Linked DNA regions of Sus scrofa: region 2 is linked to region 1. The links are chromatin contacts, called in public HiChIP or PLAC-seq maps. All regions are on one chromosome and are shown on one strand. Each heading gives the region's core, a stretch centred on a gene start, on an enhancer-like site or on the middle of the called end of the contact. The rest is flanking DNA. Distances are from core to core; before and after follow the strand shown. Region 1 holds the start of CAST (calpastatin). Region 2 overlaps CAST (calpastatin).

What was found. HiChIP or PLAC-seq counts read pairs in DNA pulled down with a chosen protein or histone mark.
Region 2: an H3K27ac HiChIP or PLAC-seq map of alveolar macrophages shows a contact between it and region 1. The contact joins the enhancer-like site here to the promoter of CAST in region 1. A contact is called at or near these places in 7 of 47 Hi-C or Micro-C datasets (alveolar macrophages, embryonic fibroblasts, liver and 4 more) and 2 of 2 datasets of contacts at active chromatin or transcription factors (alveolar macrophages and skeletal muscle).

The regions. Positions count from the first base shown.
Region 1 is chr2:103,254,343-103,260,024 of Sscrofa11.1, reverse strand. CAST (calpastatin) reads right to left here and starts at 3,372. Exons shown (of 31, transcript NM_214067.1): 1 at 3,343-3,372. The coding sequence starts at 3,372.
Region 2 is chr2:103,325,320-103,330,995 of Sscrofa11.1, reverse strand. CAST (calpastatin) reads right to left here. Exons shown (of 31, transcript NM_214067.1): 6 at 5,602-5,643; 7 at 4,125-4,181; 8 at 3,630-3,743; 9 at 2,252-2,335. Among named protein-coding and RNA genes, the nearest start is that of CAST, 72 kb to the right of the region's middle. Within about 2 kb of position 3,390, at least 1 of the 83 cell types and tissues checked has an H3K27ac peak or open chromatin away from gene starts, as enhancers often do. A contact at or near this core is called in alveolar macrophages, where this site is marked.

The DNA of each region.
Region 1 (5,682 bases), core at 2,123-4,622:
CAGTAAATTATATATTATATGTATTTTGCCACAATAAAAATAAAAGCCCTCAAGGGAAAAAAGTAGAATAAAGATAGGTTGCTTAGAGAGGTCTGTACTCCACTGAGACAGCCTACTCAGAAGTAATTACCCACCTGCTCACCTTGGAATCTCAAATGGCCACCCACTGTTTCTACCCCCAGCAAACTACATCATTGTTTAAAAAGTACTTGTAGAATATAATTAACTTTCTGGGAAGCGTCAAAACTTATTAAAGAATAATATCATCAGATGTTATTCTTAATTTAAAAGTCTTCTCTGCAATGGGAAGCAAGCCAATTCAGAAACTGCCAAACAAAAGAGGAAAGTTATGTCTGACCTCCATTCTCCTTCCACCTTAAAGCGTATACCCCTCTCACGGAATCTACAATTCCTTACTCCTAAAAGTCACGGCAGCCAAGTGGTCTGTCCTGTCAGGGAAGGCTTGTGACACTCTTTCTGGGCTGGCCACAATGATGGAGCCTCCCAAATGACTGGGCTTCTTGATCACGCTGCCGCTGGACTAAGAAACACCTTTAATTAACATGGCCTAATAAAGTCAGCTTATGACTCAGCAGTGTGATTACTGTATGTCAGCCAACCAGATTTACTCTTCTTCATACTTCTTCATTGTGAAGCTCATCATATGCTCTTCAAATCTAGCTTTGTAAAGTTTTGTTTTAAAATTTTTACCAAAGCAACTTAATTCATCAAAAGATAAGATCAATATATTGATGGTATGCAGTGGGGGGAAATAGACATTGTAATGTTTTACTGACTGGCTTTACAGGTGGCAGTCCCTTAAACAAAACACATCATAGATACATCTTTTAATTATTTTATCATATTCTGCCTAATTTTTTTTTTTTTAATTTTCAGGGCCACACGCCCATAGCACATGGAAGTTCCCAGACTAAGGGTCAAATCAAAGCTGTAGCCACAGTCACAGCAATGTGGATCTGAGCCACGTTTGCAACCTACACTGCAGCTCACAGCAATGCCAGATCCTTAACCCACTCAGCGGGGCCAGGGATCGAACCTGTGTTCTCATGGATACTAGTCAGATTCGGTACCACTCAGCCACAATGGGAACTCCTTATTCTACCTAAATTTTGAAAGCTATGTCAATCACAATCTTTGTCAGTATTTAAAGGGTTCCAGTAAAGATATTTTAATTATAGGATTTACCAAAACTATTATATATATTATACATATATATATAAATACATACATCTTTTATATATTGTATTTTTGTATAAAATTTTTGTGTAAATAAATTGCATAAATCTTATATATAATAGTATATAAAAACATAAATATCATGTATGTGTGTGTGTTATAAATTGTCTCCATAGATCTTCAGCGGATTTATGGATGGGCTTTTATGTGTGTATGTGTGTACTTTGTTGTGGAAAAATGGTTCACAAATTTCATTTAATTCTAAAAATGTTCTCTGATCATGCCTTCATAGCCACCTAGCAAAACCAGTTAGAAACCCACGTCTAAAACTATACTGGTCAATACCCGATCTATTAGCCACTCATGCCTATTGCTCACTTGAAATACATCAAGTATGAATTGAGATGAGCTCTAAGTATAAAATACATGCTGGATTTTTAAGAATTAATATGACAAAGAAGATGTATAATATCTCAATGATTTGCACATTGATTGTTGAAATAACAATGGTTGGGAAATAGAGGGTTAAATAAAATGTTATTAGCATTTACTTCACCTGTTTCTTTTTGCTTTTGTTTATGTGACTACTAGAAAATTTAAAATTACATATATGGCTCACACTATATTTCTACTGGACAGCACTAGTTTGGGCAAAGTCAAAGCTTGATCATAGGCAGTTTGCTGATTCAGGAGGTTCCTACTAGCAAAAAAAAAAAAAAAAAAAAAAAAAAATTCTAATAGTTCCAGAATTATATTACAAGAGAAGTTTTTAGCTAAAATGTCAAACTATGCCTAAACATAACAAGGTTAAAAGCATAGATTTAAACAATCTTCATCCAGATATTCCAGCATAATTTCCTTTAAAGAATCATGAATTTGAAAGAAGACTGATGTCAGCCCTGAACCACTGCCATCCATATTTGCAGGTAATTCAAGTTGGGCATTTTTGATAAGAACCTTAGGACAATAATGACGCAAAGCAAACATTTGCTTTTAGAACATCAATAAGATGAAACATTTTAAAAACCCAGAAAGTGTAATGGGAAGCATTCATGAAGAAACATCTTAGGGGAAACAGGAATTCCCAATCATTAAAGGCATATAAGCATGGTAATTTGATTCATGAATCTACTCTTCACCAACTCTTATGTGGTACTTATTACCACCCCAATTTTATAGATGTGGAAACAGTTTCAAAAAGGTTGACCCATTGCCCTGTGAGAACAAGAATTCTGTCTGGTTTTCCACTGTGTACTTCAAGACTAGTACTGGGTCTGGCATACATTAGATACTCAGTGAACACCCATTGGCTGAAAAGGGACAGTTTACAGATTCCAACACAAGATTTCTCTCTAAAGAGTATCTGATAACAACATCCTAGCACATGCTGAGAGGACTCATTTTAAATTTTTCACCATATATCAATGGGATATAACTATTTTTATTCTGTTTACAAAACTTTTGTGTATTTTTTGGGGGGGGGGCATTGTAACATTAAGTCACACTTCCTGATTCAAAGCCTTACAAGCACCAGCTTGACTGGCTATCACACCTAATTGTCTGGAAAGGCATTCAATGCATTAAACAAATGAAACATCTAGGTCCCTCATCCAAAGTAATAAAACACAGAGCAGAGGCTGCTCTCTCATTCTAAACATCGGTCTTGATGTCAGTTTCTTCTGCTCCTTGGAGTTTTGGATTTTCTACTTGCCCTCATTCCAGCTGCCTCTCCTCCTTTGCAGTGGAGAATGTACGTCCAACAAGCCTCTAAAAGTTTTGAGCTTTACTTATGCCTTAAAAACAAACACTAAATCTGAGCTCTCTTGAGTCCAGTAGGAGTTCATTCAGGAATCCGTGTCCAAGGGCTGAATTCCTCCAGCAACAATTCCTGTTCCATTCAACTTGGGAGCGTGAGCACAGCCTGGTGCTTTTGCTCACACCAACGACTTGCACGTCTGAGCTAGCTTGCACATACCACAGCAGGGTGCGTCTCACCCTCTCCAGGAGCCTAACCTGAAGGTCTGAGAGGAGGTCACAACTGGTCCCCACCCCTTCCTCACCAAACCCTGGACAATAAACTGGCCTGCACGCCCAGAAAGCACATTCCCTTCCCGGTCCTGCCCAGGCACGATCACTCCTATTTACCGTCTTGTACCACCAGCTTGCGAATGCCATGGCGACAACCAATTTGCTCTGAGTCGCGCAGAGTAGAACCCGGAGAGGACGCGAGAACACGGGATGCAGCGCAGAAGGGGTTTGGCTCACACTCCTCCAGCCCTGGACCTGGTTGGTCCTGAGTTCTGTAAGCCCCACTGCTGCCAGGGAGGAAGGCATCTGGGCGGGGCCGAGGTAGGGCCCCACCCCCACTGGGTTGAGCCGGCCCCGCCCCGCCCCGCCCCACCCCGATTTGGCTCTAGGCCGGTTAGGGAAGAAGTGTTATTTCTCCAGGCAGCCACGCCCTGCAGTCCTGACTTTTATCACTTTACGAAAAAGACCCCCACTCTCTGGGGGTCCAGATGAACTTTATTCCCCTTTTATCCTCATCTGCTTTTTACCCCAGTCTCAGCAACCAACTTTTCCCCAAGTGGGCCACCTTCAATCTGGTTTATGCCACGCCCTATGCGCTTGGCCGAGGCCCGGCAACCCCTGGCCACCTCCAACCACCTGCCCAGAGGCTGGTACAGAGTCTCGCATCCTTCTCCGGCCCAGGAGGGGGCCCATGGGGCATCTGGCCCTGGCAGGCTACCCCAAAGGAAGTAGCGCATGGCTCCGGGGGCCTGGGGCCGAGGTCCTCCCAGCGCCCAGCCCTGTGGCTCTGGCAGGAGTGCCACTCACCTCCTGGGTGTGGCGGGCCGCAGCAGCTCGCCGGGGACGTGGGGAGGCTGCGGGCTTCTGGCCCGGCTGGGACATGGTAAGGCCTTGGAGAGCGCTGCCTCCGGGAGGGCACAGCGGAGACTGGAAGGGAGAGGGAGGCCCGGGGCGGGAACGCTAGGAGGGAGGGAGGGAGCGGAGGGCCCAGCGGGCGCGCCCGTGAGGCAGCTTTTCCGACCCAGCCCCGAACCCTGCGTGGGGGCTCCCCCTCTCCTGGCTGGGCCCTCCCCTTCCTGCCAGCCACTGGCTGAGCCTGGGCTGCAGCGGCCCAGGGCTCCCGCCCGCAGCTTAACACTCTCAGCCTGTACCTCTACCCAGTGTTGCCCCCTCTCCCCAACACCCCAGGTCGGCTGAGATCCCCAAGAAAGGAGGAGCTGGAGGTCTCGGGGTTCCTCCTTCGACTTGCCCAGACTTGGCTTAAGATTGTGCAATGTGAGAGCGGGACCGGGCGTGGCCTGTCTATGCCTCCAACCTCCTGCCTAAGAATCTCAAGAATTAGACACCTTTTCTGCTATAGGAGAAGAATTTACCAACTGAAGTATGGCCCAAGCCTGGACCTTCTGGATCAAAAAGCATATTACAAAAACAAACTGGTGCGTGTGTGTGTGATTTAACTTGGCAGGGGTGTGTGTGTGTGTGTGTGTGTGTGTGTGTGTGTGTGCAGTTTTGAAAGTTTAATGATGTTTTACAGGGAGGAAGCTGTAGGTTCTAAACCAAAATAAAGAACATTCCCAAACTTAACCCCCTATACTGCCTTTTTCTGGAGGCTGGCAAATTTTGTTTCTGATGCTAGGTTACTTTTGTCTTAGGCTCATCTTAAACAGCACTTCCTGGTTTGGGGCGGTGAAATGCAAGAAGCCTGAAGTGAAATGCAGTAAGCCTGACCAAAAAAACGCTCATCTGCTGAGACTTTCTGCCTGAGGTTGCTGCTGGTTTGTGACCAGATGTGACAGAAGAAAACCTCTAATGGCATTGCCAGTTTGGGCCTCAGGGTCACAGCTTTCTGCCTAGTTGTTTTAGACAGTTGGATAGAGAGTGGGCAGATTTTAAGGAAAGGTTTGTCATGCTATGTGGAACTTGGCAGAAGGGAATTCTTGTTTCCTTCTTCTTTCTCATTTTTAGGGATTTTGACTTCCTTTTATTCAAAGGACAGGCTAGGCTCATTCTCTCTCTCTCTCTTTTTTTTTTTTTTTCTTCTTTGTCTTTTATTTCTTTAGGGCCACACCTGCAGCATATGGAAGTTCCCAGACTAGGGGCAGAATTGGAGCTACAGTTGATAGCCACTGCCACAGCCACAGCAAGAGCGCATCCAGGCCACATCTGCAACCTACACCACAGCTCACAGCAATGCCAGATCCTTCACCCACTGATCAAGGCCAGGGATTGAACCCGAGTCCTCAGGAATACTAGCCAGTTTAGTTACCGCTGAGCCAAGACTGAACTCCTAGGCTCATTCTTAATGGGGAGTACATGGAGGAGTGATTTAATATACAGTTCCTTTAAAAGGGTTCCCCACTTACTATCTATGTATCTGGTATTTCCCCAAAAAAGGTGGTAAGGCAGGAATTTATACCTAAAAATGAATCAGCTTGGATGTGGGGCCTATGATGGTCC
Region 2 (5,676 bases), core at 2,141-4,640, 71 kb before region 1:
GATCCTAGCTATCCTTCCATGCTGGTCCTCTCGGGTTCCCTAAACCAGACACAATCCCTCTGTTCCTGAAACCACAAGCTCCGGGGGTTTTCATCTGCCTTGAATGCATTAATCTGCCTTGAATGCAGCCCCAGGTACACAGGCTTCTCCTATCCCTAGAGGGGCCAGTGTGAAGCTCAGTGTCCTGCAGAATCAGACTACAGATTACAGGGCTTAAACATGCAAGGGACTTAAAATGAAAAAGCATATCTGATCAGTCCTTTTCTCTGAGAGACAAATCCAAGGCTAAGAAAAGTGAACTGAATTTCCACAAATCGCAGCATAAGTCAACACATTGCATAATTCCATATAAATCTCGCCTAATTTTATTCTTGAGATTTCACTGATAACCCTGCCTAAATAATACGTGGCATACATTTTCAAATCTTGATTAAACTTAAAATATATTCTAAGAGATCTAATCCTCTGACTTAAATCTATTTTCCAAACCACGGCATCACGTATCCCTCATCAACACTAGAGCAGTGCCTCAACTGTCTTTCTGGTCTTAGTCCCTGGGGTGGGGGCAGGGATCTCGAGGCATGCACAAAATTAAATTAAATTTAAAAAATTAAATTAAAATTTTATTTTTTAGTTTAAAATTTTTTAAATTTTTTAAAAATTAAAAAAATTTCATTTTTTAAAAATTTTTTTATTTCCCCAATACATTTTTTTTTCTACTGTACAGCATGGTGACCCAGTTACACATAAATATATACATTTTTTTCCTTACATTATCATGCTCCCTCGTAAGTGACTAAACATAGGTCCCAGGACCACACAGCAGAATCTCATTGTCTATCCATTCCAAAGGCAATAGTCTGCATCTATTAACCCCAAGCTCCTACCATATGACCCAGCAATCCCACTCTTGGGCATATATCTAGACAAAAGTTTCCTTAAAAAAGACACATGCACCCGCATTTTCATTGCAGCACTATTCACAAGAGCCAAGGCATGGAAACAGCACAAATGTCCACTGATAGATGATTCAATTAGGAAGATGTGGTATGTATATACATGATGGAAAACTACCCAGCCATAAAAAGAACAAAAGAGTGCCATTTGCAGCAACACGGATGGAACCAGAGACTCTCATGCTGAGTGAAGTAAGTCAGAATGAGAAAGGCAAATACCATATGATATCACCTATATCTGGAATCTAATATACAGCACAAAAATAAGTTTTTTAATTTGAGTATTTCCATTTAAAAGTTTATGTGAATTTTGCCATCATGGCCATGGGATATCCGCATTCGTTTTTGTAAAAAATAATGTGACTTTTCTTTTTCAAAATCTGAGAAAAACTGATGTTTCGGGGAGTCAGGTCAGACTTTTATCCTGTGGCTTTCCTTAGCATCTGGTCTGCAAGGAGATACTGCTTCCATTTTGAGAAGCAGGAAAATAGACACTACTTTTTTTTTTTTTTTTTTTTTCCTGTTTTCATTCCCAGCTTCTGAAGGTTCTTCAGTGAGTTACTTGTAGCTTCAAGAGAAATAAGTACTAGCATTTCTAGGGTGATATGGCTTCCAAACTGATTACTAACTTTGACCGCTAACTCTGTGTTGCTATGGGTAGAAATGATAGACTATTTCTTGTGTTCCCTTTTCAGGCTGGAATCTGAAGTAGCTCTTCAGAAGATCTCAGAAAGGTGCCCCTCACTGGCCAGCAGGGCACATATACTCCGTCCTGAGAGGGCTTGTAGATGCTCCTCTGAAAACCTCCTGTATCAATTTATGTGGGTGTCATGGCAGTACCTGACTTACTAGTTTCAAGATAGCAGTGTCCCAAGTTGAAGGCTGAAGGTAGTGCTTATTCAGATGCTCATGGCGGTTTTATGTGCTTCATTTCAAACCCATAAATCTTGAAGGCAGGATCTGCGTCAACTAACACTTTAACTTCGTTGGTACTGATACCAGGCCTTATACGATGCAGTGCTCAGTAACTACTGAATATACGAATCTTAAAATAATGTTTGGTGTCTTGTTCCCTCTATACCTTTAGATGCATGCTCCTCTTCATAAAGTTTCACATATGAAGCATTCAGTTTTAGCAAATGATGGGCTGTTTGGGTGTGGCAGCACCAGAGCACTGAATGGTTAGACAGAGCCAGACTCAGGTACAATGAGGCTTCACTGAGCGTGTTTCTCATAAAAGAGACCTGACGAGCATTATGGCCCATGTACACGTTCCATCTTTTCTGGGTGCTTACCGTCTCAGCTGGTTTGCCAGATGCTGCAGATACACCAGTAACAGAAAGCTTTCCATCACTGGGGGTCGGGTCCTGTGGTTTAGCCTAAGGATAAAAGATTGACAGAACTAAGTACCTCTGAGTGACTGTTTTCAAGATCATACATTTCAAATGTCACTACTGAGCCAGTCTCTCCCAGAGAAGGGTCATAGCTTCTCCTGAACATGATGCAGGGCTGGTCCATCAAGCTGGACTCAAGAGCTTACAGAGCCCATGCAGGGAACACACACAGGGGAGGTGGGCCACGTAGGCACGTACCGGATTGTAAAGGCTCTAGTCATTTGTTGCCACAGGAACCCACTGTTGTCAGATGTTCTCATTTTTCAAGAGAAGCTACAAACTTAATTTTCTGTGATATATTTTGACCTTCATTGTTGACGGCTAATTAAAAATCATTTTCACTGCTGTAATTCAAAGTACACATGTAGCTACAACTGGTGGACCACAAATGTGCCATCTTTGATACAAGGTATATTGATTGCTAAGCAGGTCTAGTTCTTGTCTTCTAAGAACTCTCAATGAAAAAGTTCTTCTCAGAGTTCTCTTTGTGGCTCAGCGCAAACGAATCAGACTGGCATCCATGAGGATGCAGGTTCCATTCCTGGCCTTGCTCAGTGGGTTAAGGATCCGGTGTTGCCGTGATCTGTGGTGTAGTCACAGACACTGCTTGGATCCCATGTTGCCGTGGCTGTGGTGCAGGCCAGCAGCTACAGCTCTGATTTGACCCCTAGCCTGGGAATCTCCATATGCCTTGGGTACGGCCCTAAAAAGACAAAAGACAAAAAAAAAAAAAAAAAAAAAAAAAAAAAAAAAAAAGAAAGAAACAAAGAAAAAAAAAAAGAAAAAGTTCTCATAGTTGTTTATTCTTCTAATAGTTGATGCCCTTTAGCTCTGAAAATACAGAATTATTTCTGATTTTGGGCATGTTAGTTGAGCTCTCCTACTGTAACACTCTAAAAGCACAAAGACTTCCAGGTAAAGAGATCATTCAAGGCATCTGAGTTCCCATAGCCCACAAGAAGGTCCAGGAGGCAGCCTCAATCCCAAGCTGCCAGGATGTGTGACACCAGGGCCAACTGCCTCATGTCACAACTGGGTGCTGCTCGGCAATGGGGATTGTGCAATGGAACATCCCCGGACCCGTCCGATGACTTTCTCGGGCCTTTCTCAGCCCTAAGTTTCCACAAGGCTATCTGCGACACCAGCAAAATGAGAGCACCAAATCATTACTCCACAAGCTCTGCGGATTCATCCACACATATCAGTGTAGAGCAAGGACTTCTATCTTTTTCCCTAGGTGATGTTAGGGTTTTTTTCTCTATCAATCTGCTTTAGTTACCTTTGGTTTTGTTGATTTCTCTGATGTTGGCTGCTCATTAGATCTGGAAACTGCTTTTTCTTTATGAGCACGCTTGCTCCCTGCATCTGCTGAGTGCGTGGGTAGGCTTTTTGGCTGAAAACACACACACAAACACCACATGTTAACAGCATGGCAAATACTGCTACTTTTATCTATGGAGTAGAAAGTATTCACAAAATTGTGTTTTATGTAGCTTTGAATTGTGTAAATTTAAATGAGTAAGATATGTATGTGACAAAATTTCACTTTGAGTGCAAAATTTGAAACCATGCAAATCCTTCCAAATTCAACAAAATCACATGAGCACGTTGCAAATCCTGATGATGCCACAGGGTGGTGCTATTTTAGTGGGAAAATAAAGCCCGCCATCCTTCATAGGACTTAAATGATTAGAGTTCAGCATGTTATCCTTCACAGGAGGAAAAAAAAAAAGGCTTCACCTTATGTTATCAAGACCCAATGGTGATCATTTACCTCTGGGTGTTCCTTTGGCTTTACTTCTTGGGTTTTTTTCTCATGAACCACAGATGGCTGTCAATTTCAAAAGATAAAATCTTAATTACATTGAAGTCCACAGTTCTCACATTTCCAAACAGACGCAAAAACAAAAGCCCCATTAGATCATCCTGCCTCTCTCAGGAAAGGTCCAGTAGAGAAGCAGATGCTGTCTGGTCAAGAGCAATCCTACCAATACTCTGATAATGATGATTATTGAAAAAATAATAAAAAACGTAGTATTTAATCTAGCATAATTTTTCAAATAGGTATATATCTCTAAGTTATTGGCTGTTTTTGACAATTCAAGCAGGTCATTTGCTAACTGCAAGTCCCTCCTTGCAATTTTACAGAGATGTAAAATGATCACTCTGACCAGTGAGTTTGTTGACGGTGGATCCTACTTTAGAAATTAAAATTAATTTTCAAAAAAATCCCTTTTCATAGGAGATGAAGAACACCATATTTTCTCAATTAAATAATGTATACAGTCTTTTCTGAATTGTAAATAGAGACCACACATATCACCAGAAACCCATTCTCTTGAGACTGAGCAACCAAGAACATTTAAATACTGAATAAAAAGACACCTTGCACCTGGCTGCTGAATTCTTCTGTTATAGGGGGTTATGTAAATTACCATCCTCAGGGGCCACCAAGAGGCCTTACACACAATTATATAAGCCTCATCTTCCACCTTCACTGCCCTCCCACCACCACTGTTACATGCACTTACAGTACTTCAGCCCAAATCATCTTTTGGGCTTTCTTACAGGAAACCGTGTGGTCTTATCTGAGTAATGGTTCAAATGTCTTTGAAGAAATAATGTTGGCACCTTACTGAAGAGAAACATTTGCCCTGCCTGCAGACAACCTGGGACCCATCTCCACATGGACTGCGACTGGCTTCGAGTCTAGACAGCCATGTGTCAGGAAAGCAAAGAAAGCCATTCCCAGGGAAAGTTAGAGCTGTCTCCTGATTAATAGATAACTAGTTCCACCCATGGAAACAAGAATACCAAGATAAACCCAGGGCCTCTTAGGAGAAACTCTCATCTTGAAGTTATTTAGGCGCTGGGTTCAATAGACACCTTTATTTTTGATGTCTCATCATTAACTTGGATACTCATTATCCTTTATCCCTCGTCCTTTGCTCCTGTGGCTTATTTTTAATTACTTTGGCTATAACAAAAACCTAGATTTGAACAAAATGCCTTCTGAATTATACTGTTTCCATTTATAAAATATTATACATTCATTTTAACATTATGGATTTAATGTTTTAATTATTTTATATACACTCTATATAAACATGTTCAAAAGGGTAATCCAAAATTAATTTAATTAGCCAACAAAAAAATGTTTTAACCATTCAGTTGCACCAGTGGGAGAAACTGGTTATTCATTACTATTGCAAAGAATCCAAATAACTCATGAGTTGACTTAAATCATTTACCTTAGTTGATTGTGACTTCTTTTCAGGTTCTGTTTTTACAGCCTAAATTCAGAAAAGAAAGAAAGGATGAATGGA